5 separate regions of the Sus scrofa genome follow, and all the other regions are linked to region 5. A link is a contact called in public HiChIP or PLAC-seq data. All regions are on one chromosome and are shown on one strand. The core of a region is the stretch at or near the end of the contact, and the rest is flanking DNA. Distances in the headings are between cores, read along the strand shown.

Evidence for each region. HiChIP or PLAC-seq counts read pairs in DNA pulled down with a chosen protein or histone mark.
Region 1: a contact with region 5 is called in an H3K27ac HiChIP or PLAC-seq map of alveolar macrophages. The contact joins two enhancer-like sites. A contact is called at or near these places in 1 of 47 Hi-C or Micro-C datasets (embryonic fibroblasts) and 1 of 2 datasets of contacts at active chromatin or transcription factors (alveolar macrophages).
Region 2: a contact with region 5 is called in an H3K27ac HiChIP or PLAC-seq map of alveolar macrophages. The contact joins two enhancer-like sites. A contact is called at or near these places in 1 of 47 Hi-C or Micro-C datasets (embryonic fibroblasts) and 2 of 2 datasets of contacts at active chromatin or transcription factors (alveolar macrophages and skeletal muscle).
Region 3: a contact with region 5 is called in an H3K27ac HiChIP or PLAC-seq map of skeletal muscle. The contact joins two enhancer-like sites. A contact is called at or near these places in 9 of 47 Hi-C or Micro-C datasets (adipocytes, blood, fibroblasts and 5 more) and 2 of 2 datasets of contacts at active chromatin or transcription factors (alveolar macrophages and skeletal muscle).
Region 4: a contact with region 5 is called in an H3K27ac HiChIP or PLAC-seq map of skeletal muscle, with 4 times the contacts expected there. The contact joins two enhancer-like sites. A contact is called at or near these places in 2 of 2 datasets of contacts at active chromatin or transcription factors (alveolar macrophages and skeletal muscle).

Annotation. Positions count from the first base shown.
Region 1 is chr3:77,638,836-77,641,551 of Sscrofa11.1, reverse strand. No RefSeq gene overlaps it. Among named protein-coding and RNA genes, the nearest start is that of PELI1, 100 kb to the left of the region's middle. Within about 2 kb of position 1,316, at least 4 of the 83 cell types and tissues checked have an H3K27ac peak or open chromatin away from gene starts, as enhancers often do. A contact at or near this core is called in alveolar macrophages, where this site is marked.
Region 2 is chr3:77,672,229-77,675,032 of Sscrofa11.1, reverse strand. No RefSeq gene overlaps it. Among named protein-coding and RNA genes, the nearest start is that of PELI1, 67 kb to the left of the region's middle. Within about 2 kb of position 1,387, at least 7 of the 83 cell types and tissues checked have an H3K27ac peak or open chromatin away from gene starts, as enhancers often do. A contact at or near this core is called in alveolar macrophages, where this site is marked.
Region 3 is chr3:77,589,720-77,592,655 of Sscrofa11.1, reverse strand. No RefSeq gene overlaps it. Among named protein-coding and RNA genes, the nearest start is that of LGALSL, 110 kb to the right of the region's middle. Within about 2 kb of position 1,500, at least 5 of the 83 cell types and tissues checked have an H3K27ac peak or open chromatin away from gene starts, as enhancers often do. A contact at or near this core is called in retroperitoneal adipose tissue, skeletal muscle and subcutaneous adipose tissue, where this site is marked.
Region 4 is chr3:77,614,487-77,617,401 of Sscrofa11.1, reverse strand. No RefSeq gene overlaps it. Among named protein-coding and RNA genes, the nearest start is that of PELI1, 120 kb to the left of the region's middle. Within about 2 kb of position 1,526, at least 41 of the 83 cell types and tissues checked have an H3K27ac peak or open chromatin away from gene starts, as enhancers often do. A contact at or near this core is called in alveolar macrophages and skeletal muscle, where this site is marked.
Region 5 is chr3:77,446,092-77,448,849 of Sscrofa11.1, reverse strand. No RefSeq gene overlaps it. Among named protein-coding and RNA genes, the nearest start is that of AFTPH, 25 kb to the right of the region's middle. Within about 2 kb of position 1,424, at least 46 of the 83 cell types and tissues checked have an H3K27ac peak or open chromatin away from gene starts, as enhancers often do. A contact at or near this core is called in alveolar macrophages, retroperitoneal adipose tissue, skeletal muscle and 1 more, where this site is marked.

The sequences.
Region 1 (2,716 bases), core at 67-2,566, 190 kb before region 5:
ATGTATTTTTGAAGAAAAAGATGAAAACTTAGACTTACCTATTGATCTTTAATAGTAATGAATAGCAATTGCTATAGTTTCTGTTTTTGCAATTAACTTCTGCACATTTGTCAATGACTTTGTCAAACTCCTTTTTCTTCCCATATTCATGATGTGTTGATCCATCTTTGATCAAAGAACATTTTTCATTAATTTTAATTTCAGAAGCTCTCTTTCACCTGAAGTAACAGTTTAAATAAATAGGAAGAGTTTTCAACATAAGGATACATTTGGCAGAGATGCATAAAAATCCCATTTGACAATAAATGCCAGAAACTTTAAACACAATAAAAACTCCATGTGGTCACACAGAATGACAGAATTGAAGTAACTCAAGTTCTGTTTGTCTCTACCATCATTGTGCTATGACTGTTGATTTTGAATCAATTGTTTGAATTGAATTTGAAGGAATCTGAAGGACCAAAGAGGCTGATCACGTATGCTCAAAACAAGCTTTCTTATGCAGTTACTCTCAAAATAAATGCAGAGTTAATTCTCTGAATCAACTTTAACACAGAATATGTTTACTAAAGAAGAAGCAATAGAAAATGTGTTAAACTGCAGCTTACATTTATACTGTTAAAACTCAACAGCAATTGCAGCATTTTTTTTTTTTTTCTGGTGAGCGGTGAGCATTTTTTTACCGGCATTGTTTAGAATTGCTTGCCATGGTGATAATAGGAAGCAGACTGGATTTCTAGCTGGTTTTATTAGTTTTTAGGTCTTTTCCAGGCCAGGGACCCTTGGGTGGCCTGCCCCTGGGTGGACCACTCCTCCCGTCCCTGGCACCACACTGAGGTATAATTGCTTGTGCTGGATCCAAAGCATAATAAATGACAATAATGCATGGGGGTTGAAGGGATGATAGAGGCACAGAGAGGCTGTTGGTCAGCAAATACCTGGTACATTCTCTGATCCTGATACAATCAAGTGGATTTTTTTTTTCACTTCCTACTCTTAGAATAAAAGGGAAAAACAATCAAGCATCATTAGCTTAAATATCCTTCTTTCGCATAAAAACATTAGTGATTCCCACAGCTTTGCAGGCTACTTGTGTAGCTCTTATGTGGTCTGACATTTCTCCTCTGAACTTTTTCCCATTTTGTTCTACTCCGTGGCATTGGTTGTGACCCCTAATTTCATTTTGCACTGAACTCAGCACTGACTTTATCTTTACTAATAAAACATGTGACATGCTTTGCTGAGTCTTCAGAACTGGTTTAGTCATGAAGGCAGAGGCATTGGAGGTGTGAAGGTGCTGGAACCATTATGAGGGCTAAAATGATTGGTAAGGGAAGCAGGAAGGAAAAATAGCGGAAGTCATGACTTATCCTTCTAGGTTTGTTATGTATGACATTCCTCTTTTTTTCCCCCCTGTCACCGCATCAGACAGATATATTTAGATCCACTCTTGCATTAATAGATGGTTTTCTGGAAAGGGTGATTTAAAAGCACTGAACTTCTAACATTAGTTCTGTATACTCTTTTAGGTTAAATATTGTTTGCTCTGCACAAGCTTCTGGAAAGCAGCTATCTCTGGAGTGTAGGTACCTCTGGGAGAAGTAGCACATCAAGTCTAACACTTTAGCATAAATGAGTGCTTTCGATTGCTTTCTCTGTTAACTATTAGCAGGATGGGGATTCTGGGAAAATAAAAAGTCATGGAGACACGTCTCAACTCTGCCCGGCACAACCCTGAATGTGTATGTTTGCTTTAAGGAATTCCAATTTGCTCTCTGAGGATAAACAACAAAAAGATCCACCCTGTTGATAAGAGGTCTGAAGGAAATTCATAGCTAAAGAATAACATGTTTGGGAGTTCCCTTGTGGCTCAGTGGGTTAAAGATCCGTGTCACTCCTGTGGCTCTGTTACTGCAGTGGTGTGGGTTCAATCCCTGGCCTGGGATATTCTGCATGCCTTGGGTGTGGCCAAAAATAAATAAATACATAAAACAACAACATGTTTTAATTTAATTTTTCTCCCAAGAACCGGAATATCCTCCTAACCTACAACACAGCCCCCACTTTGCCCCCAGAGTGCCAGAGGCACCGTGCCATCATTTGTATCTCATTTTTATTCTACTCGAATATGTCTAGAGAGAGGGTCCTTTGAGATTTCTTCTTGGCTCTGCTTCAGACTCTATAATAGCAATGGATCCATGCTTCTTAATCCTGCAAGGGCAGGTGGCAGCAAGCCAAAGTGGGCTCCAAGGAGTGTGTTTGTAGGAGTGGCACTTTCAGCTTGCATTAAAAAATCAGGAGCCAGCCAGGACAAAAGCCTGGACTGACAGCATGCCCCTAAGAAGGGTGCCTGCACTAAGCTTTAAAAAAAAAAAAAAGGAAGAAAGAAAAGCATTTTATTTTCTATTGACTTGAGCTAATGTTATGGGCCAGCTTTTGTTCCTAGAAGCATTGCGTGTGTGTGCACATGTGCACATGCACATGCATACAACTACTTGATCACACAGCTGCTACCTGAAAAATCACATAGGCAAGTTATAGAGATGATGCTAGAAAGTGTTAAAAAGGCAGCTGAAAGGATGCCCACCAAGGTTATCAAGAGGAAATGGGGTAACCTTGACCTTGTTAATACTTTGTCTCCTCTTAAGGTTTAAAAATATATTTATGTCAATATATAACCCAAGAATGTTTATTAATTGCTTACTAGAGGTGGTTC
Region 2 (2,804 bases), core at 138-2,637, 230 kb before region 5:
TGCCCTCTGTGTAAACTGGACTTGCCTTCCTTCTCCACACCCAGCACTCCTGATCATCTTAACCTGGTTTAATGTTTCCATTTTCCATAACATTTATCCCTTCTAATGTCTACTGAAATTACTTATTTATTGTGTCTGTGGATTATTTTCTGTCTCCCACCTATAATGTAGTCTCCATAAGGACAGGGATCTGTTTATTTTGTTCACCGATGTATTCTAAGCACCAGATCAGTGTCAGCCACCTGATGGGAAATTAGTAAATATTTTTAAGTGAATGAAAATTCAAATCTTCAGTGACAGAAGTGATAAAAATGAGAAATGTCTATAAAGATCACATCTATGTTGATTCAGTGATTTTTAAAGGGATTTTTATCTCTTACTTTCTGATGACAGAAATGAGCATACTCCTTCACAGACTTACATACTAAAAGCACTCACAACAGCTTATTCACTTTAACTTTTGCTCTTGAAGAACTTAATAACACATTCTGTCCTTCTATCCCTTCTTTTTTGGTAAACATTTTTTTTTTTTTGGTCGTCTTTTAGGGCTACACCCACAGCATATGGAGGTTTCCTGCTAGGGGTCGAATTGGAGCTGTAGCTGCTGGCCTACGCCATAGCCATACCAACACCAGATCCTTAACCCACTGAGCAAGATCAGGGATCGAACCTGTGTCCTCACGGATGCTAGTCAGATTCTGATTCCACTGAGCCACGACAGGAACTCCCGGTAAGCCTCCTTTTAAATACTCAAATAACCTGAGTATTTCTGCTAGGAAGACAACAGAAAGGCATCTAGCTGAAAGTTAGACTTATCAGGGAGACTTCCTGTTGTGGCTCAGCAGTAATGAACCTGACTAATATCCACGAGGATGGTGGTTCAATTCCTGGCCTTGCTTAGTGGGTTAAGGATCTGGCATTGCTGTGAGCTGTGGTGTAGGCTGAAAGCTGCAGCTCTGATTTCAACCCCTAGCCTGGGAACCTCCATATGCCACAGGTACAGCCCTAAAAAAAAAAAAAGAAAAATTATCAGGGTTCATGGTCAAAACAACTCATCAGTATTTATTCCATATTGTCTTTGGATGGCCATATGCACAGTTTCCTTCTGGACAGGCCTCATAGTATTCATAGAACGGTTAAACTGTTAAGGGCCTTAAATTCATGTGACCTGGTTTCTCAGCTGAAAGTGGGACGGTTTCTGACAGCAAGTTGGTTTGTGGGTAAAAGCAATGACGTCATTGGTCTAGGTCTGATGGCCACCATAGCTGTTACATGTTTATTTTAATAACTTCCCTTTTTGAGACATTTCATGAAGTACTTTTCTCAGTAGTATGAGGAAGACTACGTGTACTAATGACAAAATTTCTGAGGTTGCTTACGAGTGTTTTCTGGTAAGTGTCATTAATAAGTGACCACATAGTGGGTACAGAGGTTAAAATAAAGTCATTCATCTCACTGTCTTTCTCAATGGAAGGCCTAAAATAAAGGCTCTTTTATTCTCTAGTTTCCACCCATGCCCTTTTCCCTACTGCAGGGAAGCCTTAAGTGGATTTGCTATAACTGTGTTATGCACATGACAGATAGTATCTGTTATTATGATTAAATAACTGATTTATATTTTTTAAAAAGCAACTGTTTGTCACTTATAATGGCAGTTCTATTACTTAAAGTAACTTTGGATAGATCAAAATTTGTCACTCAATTTTTAATACTAGGGCTTGAAATTCGTGTTATATTTTTTAAATTAAAAGTAGTAGAGGAATATGATAACATTATAGGAAGTTTGGACAATTGAAAATTACCCATAATTCCATCTAACTGTTGTGATCATATGTGAACCAACAAAACAATCAATCTAATGTCAGTTGACAAGACTTGATACCTGCCCCTAACCTCCTCAGGGCTCAGGACAAAAGTAAAGACGGAGGAAAAAAAATATTCCAGGGTTAGTTGTACTTAACTAAGTTTTAGATGCTCTGCAAATCCACTTATTAATTCATTTTTGGCAATAATTTTTCAAGCACCTGTTGGTATTAGGACCCATGTTATGCTATGGGCATTTTGTTAGTACACTGGGAGAGGCCAAAGTCCTAACACTTGGCAAACATCAGCCACTCTGTGACTTCCTCTCCTACCCAGAACTCTAGGATGTCAGTCCAATAGTGATATTGTCATTTTTCTGCTTTGTATGAAGATAACGGCACTAATTCCTTTGCTTCTCCATTCTTTGTCTGCAGATGACCTGAGCCTAGATGGGCCTTAAATCTCTGAGACAGACTGAGCCCTCATAAATGGGCTGCTGATCCTAAAATAAAATTGTGCATCAGGTTTGGAGTCTGATGGAAAAGCCTGAGAGACACAGGTTTATTGCTAATTTAGACTACAAATGTCATCAAAAATAGAAACCCAAAAGGTTAGGTAACTTCTAAATTAAACACTCTTTCTTAGAATAATCACCATGTTACAGCATGTATGTACTTTTGTAGAATTTGAATAACACTTTATTACTCAGAATAATGCTCTATTCTTGTCACCAAATAATACTTGAGTACACACTCTTGTGTTCCCTGACTGCAGGAAGGGTGTTGCCCTGAATGCTGGCACACCCTGTGCAACAAAGCTTGGTTTGGGTGGAACTTTTCAGGTACTAAAAAATACCTGTTTCTATTCCCCATTCAGTCACAAGCAAGAGATCTAAGCTTTGTTATTTCTTTTCTCAATGTAAATGGACTGAGTCAGGCTTGAATAGTCACCATTAAGGACAGACCACGGCGGTATGGAAAATATGATTTGAATCTCCTTTC
Region 3 (2,936 bases), core at 251-2,750, 140 kb before region 5:
CTTTTTTAAGAATCCATGGAAAGAAAATAATCACATATACTTGCTGAAGAGGGAGATGATCCTCTCTAAGCAACGCAGCCCTCGGTCTGCAGGTACATTCATCCTGCACAATGTTTGCTGGGGACCTCATAGGCCACCTAAGAGCACATGCCATATATACACACCACTACACACAAAATCGATCTGTAACAATACAGCTCAGGGAAGCCTACTCAGTACCCTGTGATAGCTTATATGGGGAAAGAATCTGAAAAAGAATGGATATATATGTAAATGTATGGCTGATTCACTTGGTTAATACAACAATGTAAGCTACCTATGCTCCAATAAAATTTTCTTTTTTTGTCTTTTCAGGGCCATACCCGCAGCATATGGAGGTTCCCAAACTAGGGGTCGAATCAGAGCTGTAGCTGCCAGCCTACGCCACAGCTACAGCCACAGCCACACCAGATCTGAGCCGTGTCTGCAGCCAGATCCTTAAACTACTGAGGCCAGGGATCGAACCTGCGTCCTCATGGATGAGAGTCAGATTCGTTTCCGCTGAGCCACAATGGGAACTCCTCCGACATAATCTATATTTAAAAAAGAACCCACATCATATCTTCTTCTGAAGCACTGCTGGGCCCTCAGAACCAGGTCACTTTGTCCTCTTGGCTCTTGGCTTCTGGGTACTGTGGGACCCTAGAGCCCCTTTCTCTAGACCAGCAGTTCATATGCTGTGTCCAGAGCCCCCGGACGGTGAAGGCCAAGGAGGGAGGAGCCAAGGGTGTGTAAAAGTGTCAGCGTTAGTGCCTCATGTCAAATATCTGTGTTTGGGCTCTTGGGAAAGAGGGAGGAAGCATGAAATTGCTAATTCTTAAACTTCGTGGGGTCACGTACCTGTATGAGAATTTGAGATCGTCTCCTCAGAAAAAATGCATGTATACACCAAAATCTACAGACACTTTAGAAAGTTCATGGACCTACTTAATTAAATTATGTTACCATTTGGCGTGGAGTCCCAAATGGTCACTCACTGTGGTTTCTTAAAGTTTTACAAGAGAGGATTATCAGGCTTAAAGAAGTCCTGCAGGGCCCTAAGCTCCTCAAGGGTCGGGCTTAATAGAGGTCATTTGTAGACAGATGTCCCAGTTTATAGGTTCCATTTTCTTTCTTTCTTTTCTTTTTTGGATTTTTTTTGTTTGTTTCTGGGAACAGGAGGAACTCCTTCTCTAGAATGACACCCCAGGGATAAAGGCAGCCACATCCACCAAGGCTGAGAAAATACACAGAGGTTCAGCCAGGAACAAAAATTTCCCAAATTGGAAGATAGGGAAATGGAAATGCATGAGAAATGAAAATGCATGAGGCTCAACGGCACAAACTTTCAAACAAGAAAATAAAATTCTTGATTCGAAATCTCCTTGGGGAGCAGAGTTCTTTGCTCTGTGATGGGAACAAAAGGTTATTGCATTGCATGGTGGATGTTTTCTCATTAGAGTGTGGGCGGCTTGATGAGAGGCTTCCTGAGGCCTCTTGGCTCAAGTGCAGGGAGCAAAACATGAGTGGAGGTTGGAGGGAAGGGTGGAGCAGCCCACAAATGCAGAGACTGGATTATTAGGATGTGTGCTATCACCTGGGGGTACCATCAGTGACGCTTAGCTCTTCCTGCTTTGTCTAGAGCTGCAGCTCATGGGGCAACTGGTGTTCATAGCTTTGGAAGCTCTGCCCTCTTAAATCAGTGGCTCTCAGCTCTGGCTGCGCATCAGGGCCCCCTGGACAAAAAAGCTACTGTTGCCCAGACACAGCCATTTGACTGATCTACAGTGGGACCCAAAAGTCTCTGGAAATAAAAGCTCCTGGGTAATTTCCATGCACACCTAGGGCAGAGAATTACCACTTTAAAGGGTTGCTTGAAACTATAGCAGGTTTTCTGAGGAGCTGCAGAGATTTAGGAACTCAGTAATCAGAGGGAAGTTAAAAGGACTGTTCCTTTAACAAACATGACTCCCTCAGAGATTTAAAAAAAAATTACATCATCAAAGAAGGCTGACCAGGAAAATGGGCTTGTGAGTCTGACATGCGTCCTCCTTTCAGTCCTTAAATAAAAGAATCTGATCAGCTTCGGTAATAGAACAGAACTTCTATTAAATAGTTGATGAGAATTTCCAGGGAGAATTAATCAAGAAAGAGTTTAATACTATTTCAATTACATGTGAGTTAAATAATGCACGACATAAAAATTTAAACCAAACAGAGATCCAGTAGGCTGTGGGAGTCCCTCTGGTTAGGGGTGGAGGTGGGGGGGAGGGGGTTACTGACAGATGGAAGGTGGGGAAAGTTGGCCATGCACATGTCTTGGCAATAAAATCTACTGATTTTACACTTTGACAGGGTTTAATACTATTCCAAAGAGGTGCAGGTTAAATGTCACTTTTCTTCCAACTAGATTATTCTCATGTTTAGGAAGTAGACAGAAGGTTAAGGGTGACACCTGGGGACTGTTCAGTCGTGTATCATGTGTCGGAGCAATCAGTGAATTGGATGTTTTAGTTTGGGTTCCCACGGAAGTATGCTCTAAAACAAGGATTCCAGGACAAGCAGGTCGTTAGGAAGGGGATCCCAGGAAACACTGGAAGGGGAATGGAGAAGGGAAGCTGTGAAGGCAAGAAAGATTGCAAAGGATGTTATCAAACAGTGATCACTAAGGACAACTAGACAACTAGGTTTAACCTCAATGTGCAGACACGCCTCAGTCATCTCACGCGAGATACAAGGAAGCTGGGCTCGTTATCCATCATGTCCCCATCTACCATGGGTTGAAGGCTGCTTCTAGGACAGTAAGCCTCCTCCTCTGGCTCCCCGGCCAAATAAAGGCTCACAGAGACAGGGTGGCAGGGGTGTGAAATAAGCAGCCTTTGGTATACAGAAGTGAAAACAGAGATGATATAGGCAAA
Region 4 (2,915 bases), core at 277-2,776, 170 kb before region 5:
ACTGCAGTCATCCAGGTGACAGAAGACGGTGACCCAAACCAGGCTGGTGACAGCGGAGTGAGGGGACGGCTTCTTGAATATATTTTAGTGGTAGAAATAACAGGTCTTGTCACTGGGATGGATTTAAGGAGTGAGGTAAAGTGAGGGGTCAATAAGAACTCTCAGGTTTCGGCTTAAGCAACAAGTGGAAAATGAAGCCATTTACTCAAAGAGGGGAAGTCTGGAAGAAAACAAATACATGTGAAGAAATCCAAACTTCTGAAGTGGATGTAATAAGTTTGACTTACCTGAGCTAGAACCCATGGAAATAGACAGAAGAAACAGAGCACAGAGAAGTGTGGGTCGGAGGTAGGGATGTAGATGTTATCAGCATTAGTCTTTGCTGATTTGGGGGGTTTGTTTTGTTTTGTTTTGCACCTGCCCAATTTCCATTCATCCTTCAGGTGTCAGCTTTCTCAGCGAGGCTTTCCCCCCCCACCCCCGTCCCCAGTATACATCGCTATGAATTAGGTGCTTTACTGGGCTCTCTCTCAAATAAAATTTTTCCTTAGAGGTGCTTATTATGGTTAGAAATTAAGATTTATGCTTGCTTGTTCTTTAGGGAGGAATCTCAGCCCACACCAAGATGCTCTAGAAAAAAAAAAAAAAAAAAAGATTTTACTTTTCTATAATGGAATCATTTGGGCCCTAAATTAAAAACAAAAACCAAACAAACAAAAAGAATGCAAAGAAAAAAAAAGAAAAGAGGGCCTGGAGGGGCGTGCAGACAGAATGACACATTTATGGGTCAAATAGAAGAGGAAGCTGGCTCAAGCCGCCAAGAAGGAGCTGGGAAGAAAACAGTCTGGGATGTAAGGGGAGACAAGGACTGAGGGAGTGACACTGTATCAAATTCTGCTGAGAAGTAGGATGGAAAGACTGAAGTGACTACTGGATTTATATCGTGGTGGGCATGGGGTCCTTTGTAAGAGCAGTTTGGGTGAAGCAGTGTGGACTGAAGGCAAGTTGCAGTGAGGAAATAACAACTGGAAAGGAGGAGTGAGAAATAATACATAAGGACTATTGTTCTAAGACGTTTTACTGCTGGCAGGGAGAAAACTAGGGCAGTGGCTAGAAAGGTATGTGGGGTGGAGGAGGTAGCTCTGGGCGATACTGAAGCATATCCATGTGTACATGACGACAATGGATTGAAGGGGGATAGGGAGAAATAATAGCAGAAGGAATTAGAGAAGAATAAAGAAAGAAGAGGAAGGGAGCAAGCAGGTAGGAAGGTGGTGACACAGAGAATGGAGCCAAGTCTTTGAAGGCCATGGCCAAGGGCAGCCCATGCCATGCCCACAGGGTGGAGAGGCGAGGTCAGCTGCTGCTCCTGGAGGGGGACGCCATCGCTGGCTAAGTGGTTAGTCAGTCTGTCGGCAGCCAGACCCTGGCCCCTGGCCAACCACATATTGGAGCAAAGTAAGAGTCTTCTGGCAGGCGTCTTTGAAGAGGAAGGATGGTGTGGGCGAGTGCTGAGCAGTGGGAGGGCAGCCAGGACCAGCTTAAGAAGGAGTAAACTCAGCGGGAGCCTGCAGGGGAAGGGCTATGGGGTGCCATCCTAGCATCCCCTTTCTTTCTCTCACCCACACAGCCTGCAACCAAAGGGGTGGGGTACAATTGCACTCATTTCTCTTACCACCTCTCAACTCTGCCACTCCAAGGGGGACCGCCCCTGCAGCCGCCTGAACCTGCCACAGGAGCAGATGGGCACCACTCCCAGCTGCCTGGGCAGGCGAGCCAGGGAGACACGGCAGCCCCACGCTGACCTCGCCTTTGTGATGGAGAGTCTGAAGCATAGGGACAGGGGATGGTCCTGGCTGCCTGGCGGGAGGCCTGGGCTGGCTGAGTCACAGAACCACACAGAGGAGCAGACTTGGGCTCCCGGACTGCAAGAGCCCGGAGAGAACATCTGCTACAACACACAAAGCCTTTCAGTGTCCCCACTCGCCTCAGACGAGGGCTTGTCAAACTTCAATAACATGCAAGAGAATCATCAAGAGATTGTGTTAAAATGCAAATTCTGAGTCCACAGTGCTGGGGTGGGGCCTGAGAGTCAGCATTCCTAACAAGTTGCAGGGTGATGCCGACATGGATGCTGTTTTGAAGAGCAAGGCTTGAGAGGCCTGATGGGGTTAGGACCTCTCTTCCATGGAAAATACACATCAGCTTATATGCACAGACTCTTCACACCATGTGGGCGTCACGTAGACCCTTGAGGCTTGTGGTCTGACCCCTGGGGACAGTGACTCCTGCCCTACATGATTATTGCCAGATTGTTGCCCTTCCCCCAATTCCACTCCAGAAGGTCTCAGAATTGAGAGGATTATTAGAATGACCTGGACCCCTGTTAAAAATGCAGATACCCTGCCCCCTTCCTCATTCCCAGTGAACGGATTCAGTAGGTCTGGGGCAGGGTGCAGGAATACATGTTTTTATCAAGTTCCCCAGGTGAGTCTGATCCAGGTATTTTCACTGAACACACCTGAGAAGCACTAAATACACTCACTTAGGTTCATGTTTTCCCAGGAATATGTGTACTGAAGTCTGAAAATCTCAGGACTGGAAGGAATAAAGATATGATTGAGGAAGTTTAAGTGCTTAGGTTGGTATTTTTGCTCAAGAGATACCCTGAAACACTCAAATCACCCCAGAGTGATTACTGTGACGGCCCGCTCCACTGATCCTACCTTTCATCTGAGGGGTTGCTGGTCCCCAGGGAGGCGAGAGCTATTTTTCAAGCATTGGTGGTGGATTTGAAGAGGCTGATCAGGTTCCCCAGAGGACCAGGGACACCTCCTTCCTAGCTGCTCTGTTCTCCCTTTGTGGGAAGGTTCTGGGGTCTTTCAGACACTTTCAAGTCATAGGACAAATCTTTC
Region 5 (2,758 bases), core at 175-2,674:
CAGTGCTGAGGATGGAATTAGAGAAAACAGAGGTGACTAGCCATCCAGATGAATCCTAACCAGTGACTGTGGAGGAGAGAGGATAGAGATTATTTAAGAGATAGAATAATTAGGATTTCTTGGCTGGCTGAATGTGGCACAGAGTAAAAAAATAAAAAATAAATAGCTAGAAAGTTTCTTGTTTAGGAGATTTTGTGAATGATGACACCACCAAAGCAGACTAACAACATAGGAGGAGGAGCATTCTGCAAAAAAGGAGAGATAAAAAGCATGAGGAACACTTTAGTGAAAAGTGCCACATCATGATGTGTCCTGCTACAAGTGCAGGGGACAGATAATGTTGCTAACGAGGGTCACTTGTTGCCGCAATGGTTGGTTGTGAGTTGACCTCCAGCTGCATCCTGTGAGGTTGCTCTGTCTCACGTCCACGGCCGGTCTTACATGCAGATCTCGCCCCATGGCATGATCACTATGGCCATTAGAGGAACTCTGAGACTGTAGGAATGGGGCAGAACAGGCCTAGAGCCACCCTTAGAGACCCACCTAGGAGGCCTCTCCTACTGACAGTGGGCCTGGCGTATACCACTTTCATATGTTCTAAATATCTGGAATTTGGGCAGAAATCTGCGGTAGTGGGAAACTGAGCACACCAGGGTAGATATTCTGACTGTTGTGATCATCCTCAGGCCCTAATCAGACCTCCCAGCCTGAAGGATGAAGAGGGAAGAGGAGTCCTTTCCAAGCAGACTAGTCTTCTCTCCCCACCCCAAACACCTTCTACCCATGTCAGAGCCTCTGCTGCTTCTTCTTCCTTGCCCCCAAATTGTCTTCCTCCTCCACACTGGGCAAGTCTATTGGCCAGGCAGCTTCCTTCTGAATGGCAGTTACTGCCTCCCTCTGGACTTGATAGGCTGTTTGCTGCACAAATAGAAGGCTTTTGTTCAGCTTGGGGTTTTTTTTATATTGATTATTTACTTTCACCTTGTTTTAAATAAAAGTTTGAGGCACCCTGCAGTATAATTTTTTTTTTTTTTAAGATAATGGAAGGACTGGCGGATGCCTTGCTTGGGGCTGACTCCGAGGAGGAAATGTCGAGGCGCCCCCTTCTGGCAGGTTTTGCTCCTGCAGCCTTCTGCTCCGCCGAATGCTGCAGCTTTTGGGAGGCCCTGCGCTGTTTCACGAGGGAGAATCACCCAGCTTCAGAAAACGCTCTCGTTTTCTGAAACAGTGGTCAGTGTCTCCTGCTAGACTGACCATGTTTAAAATTCATTCCATCATTTTCTGCCCTTCTCTCTCACTAGTTCTTGCACAGATCTTCAAACAAATATTAATTTGTTCTTCCGTGGAACATTTCCTGGGCCCTGACGCTGAGGCAGCACTTTGCTAGCAGGGTGAGCTTTCAGGCGAATGAAGCGCACTCCCTGCCCCGGGAGTCCGGCATCAGCAGAGCTGCCCACTTTCGGTAGTAGAGCCCTCGCCAGCCCAGGCTGGGAACAACTCAGAGTAAAAGAGCTCCCCTGTCTAGGGCTCGGACTCAGGCCCGTGGGTAACTTTAGCGTCTATCTAGAATTTTCAGGAAATGGGCGTATTTAATCGGGAGTTACCTTCCTTGTTATCCTGGTCCTTCGTCTAGGCTGAGGCAGAACGAGGCTGCCCCCTGCAGGTGGGAAGAAAAGGTACGCATCCTGAAGGGGGCACTCCTAAGCTCCTCCTAGGTGACCTTCATCGCAGAAGCCTCCTTCCACTGGGCGGAGGTAGACTAGAGCAGCGATGCTTGCTCGACAGGTGAGCCGCAGACGAGCGGCAGGGGCAGCACCTGGGAACTTGTTAGAAAGGTGAATTCTCAGGTCTTACCCTAGTGCTACTGAAAGGCAACTCTGGGAGTGCTAAGTCCCCCCTTAGCAAACCCTCCAGGGAATTCTGATACACCTCAAGTTCGAGAACCACTGGTCGGGAGCGAGCAGCGTAGCCACTTCCAGAAGCTTCTAGATTGCTTGGCTTCGCGAGACTTCGTCTCTCCTGCCTCATATCAGCCTCAGAACCACAGCATTTCAGAGGTACCTACTGCATACCCCTTCCCTTTACAAATAAGAACAATGAGGCGCAAGGGCGTGTGGTTTGCCCAAGACAATCCTGTCAGGGATTCTCCCCTGTGCCTCCCAGATGACACCAGAGGAAAAGGGAGGCCAGGGAAGGTGACTCTCCCAGGGTTCCTAAGACCTACCTGCTCTGGGTTTGGGGGCTCTCTCCTTTCGCCGGTATGTCTCTCCCACGCCGGTGCCTGAAGTACCGGCAGCTGTAGACCCACGGGATGGGTCTCTCTCCATCCCTCGTCTTGTCTTGGGCGGGCGGTGGGGGGTTTGGGGGGGCGGCGTTGATGTTCCCTTCAGCCTTCTCCTTTGCGATTGCCATAGTCCTGCCTGCAACTCATTCAGAGACCAAACAGGAAGGGCCCGGCTGTGAAAGGATCACAGCAGGATTTGGTTTTGTTTTTTATCAATCTCCAGGATCTGTAACTACTTGTCAATCACAGAGAGGTAGGAAGCCACCAGAAAGAGGAAAACACATTCCCTCTCTGCGGGGTCATGGGGTACAGATAGATGTCTTTGCTGGTAAGTGCCAGTGTCTTTTTGGCAGGTTGGAATGAAGGAGATGCTCTGCCTTCCTCTCCTCGAAATGTCCAGATGCTGATTTTCTAGAAGGGTGGTGAGGGGAGGAGAAAGAGAAAAGGAGTTCCTTGGTGGCCTAGAGGTTAAGG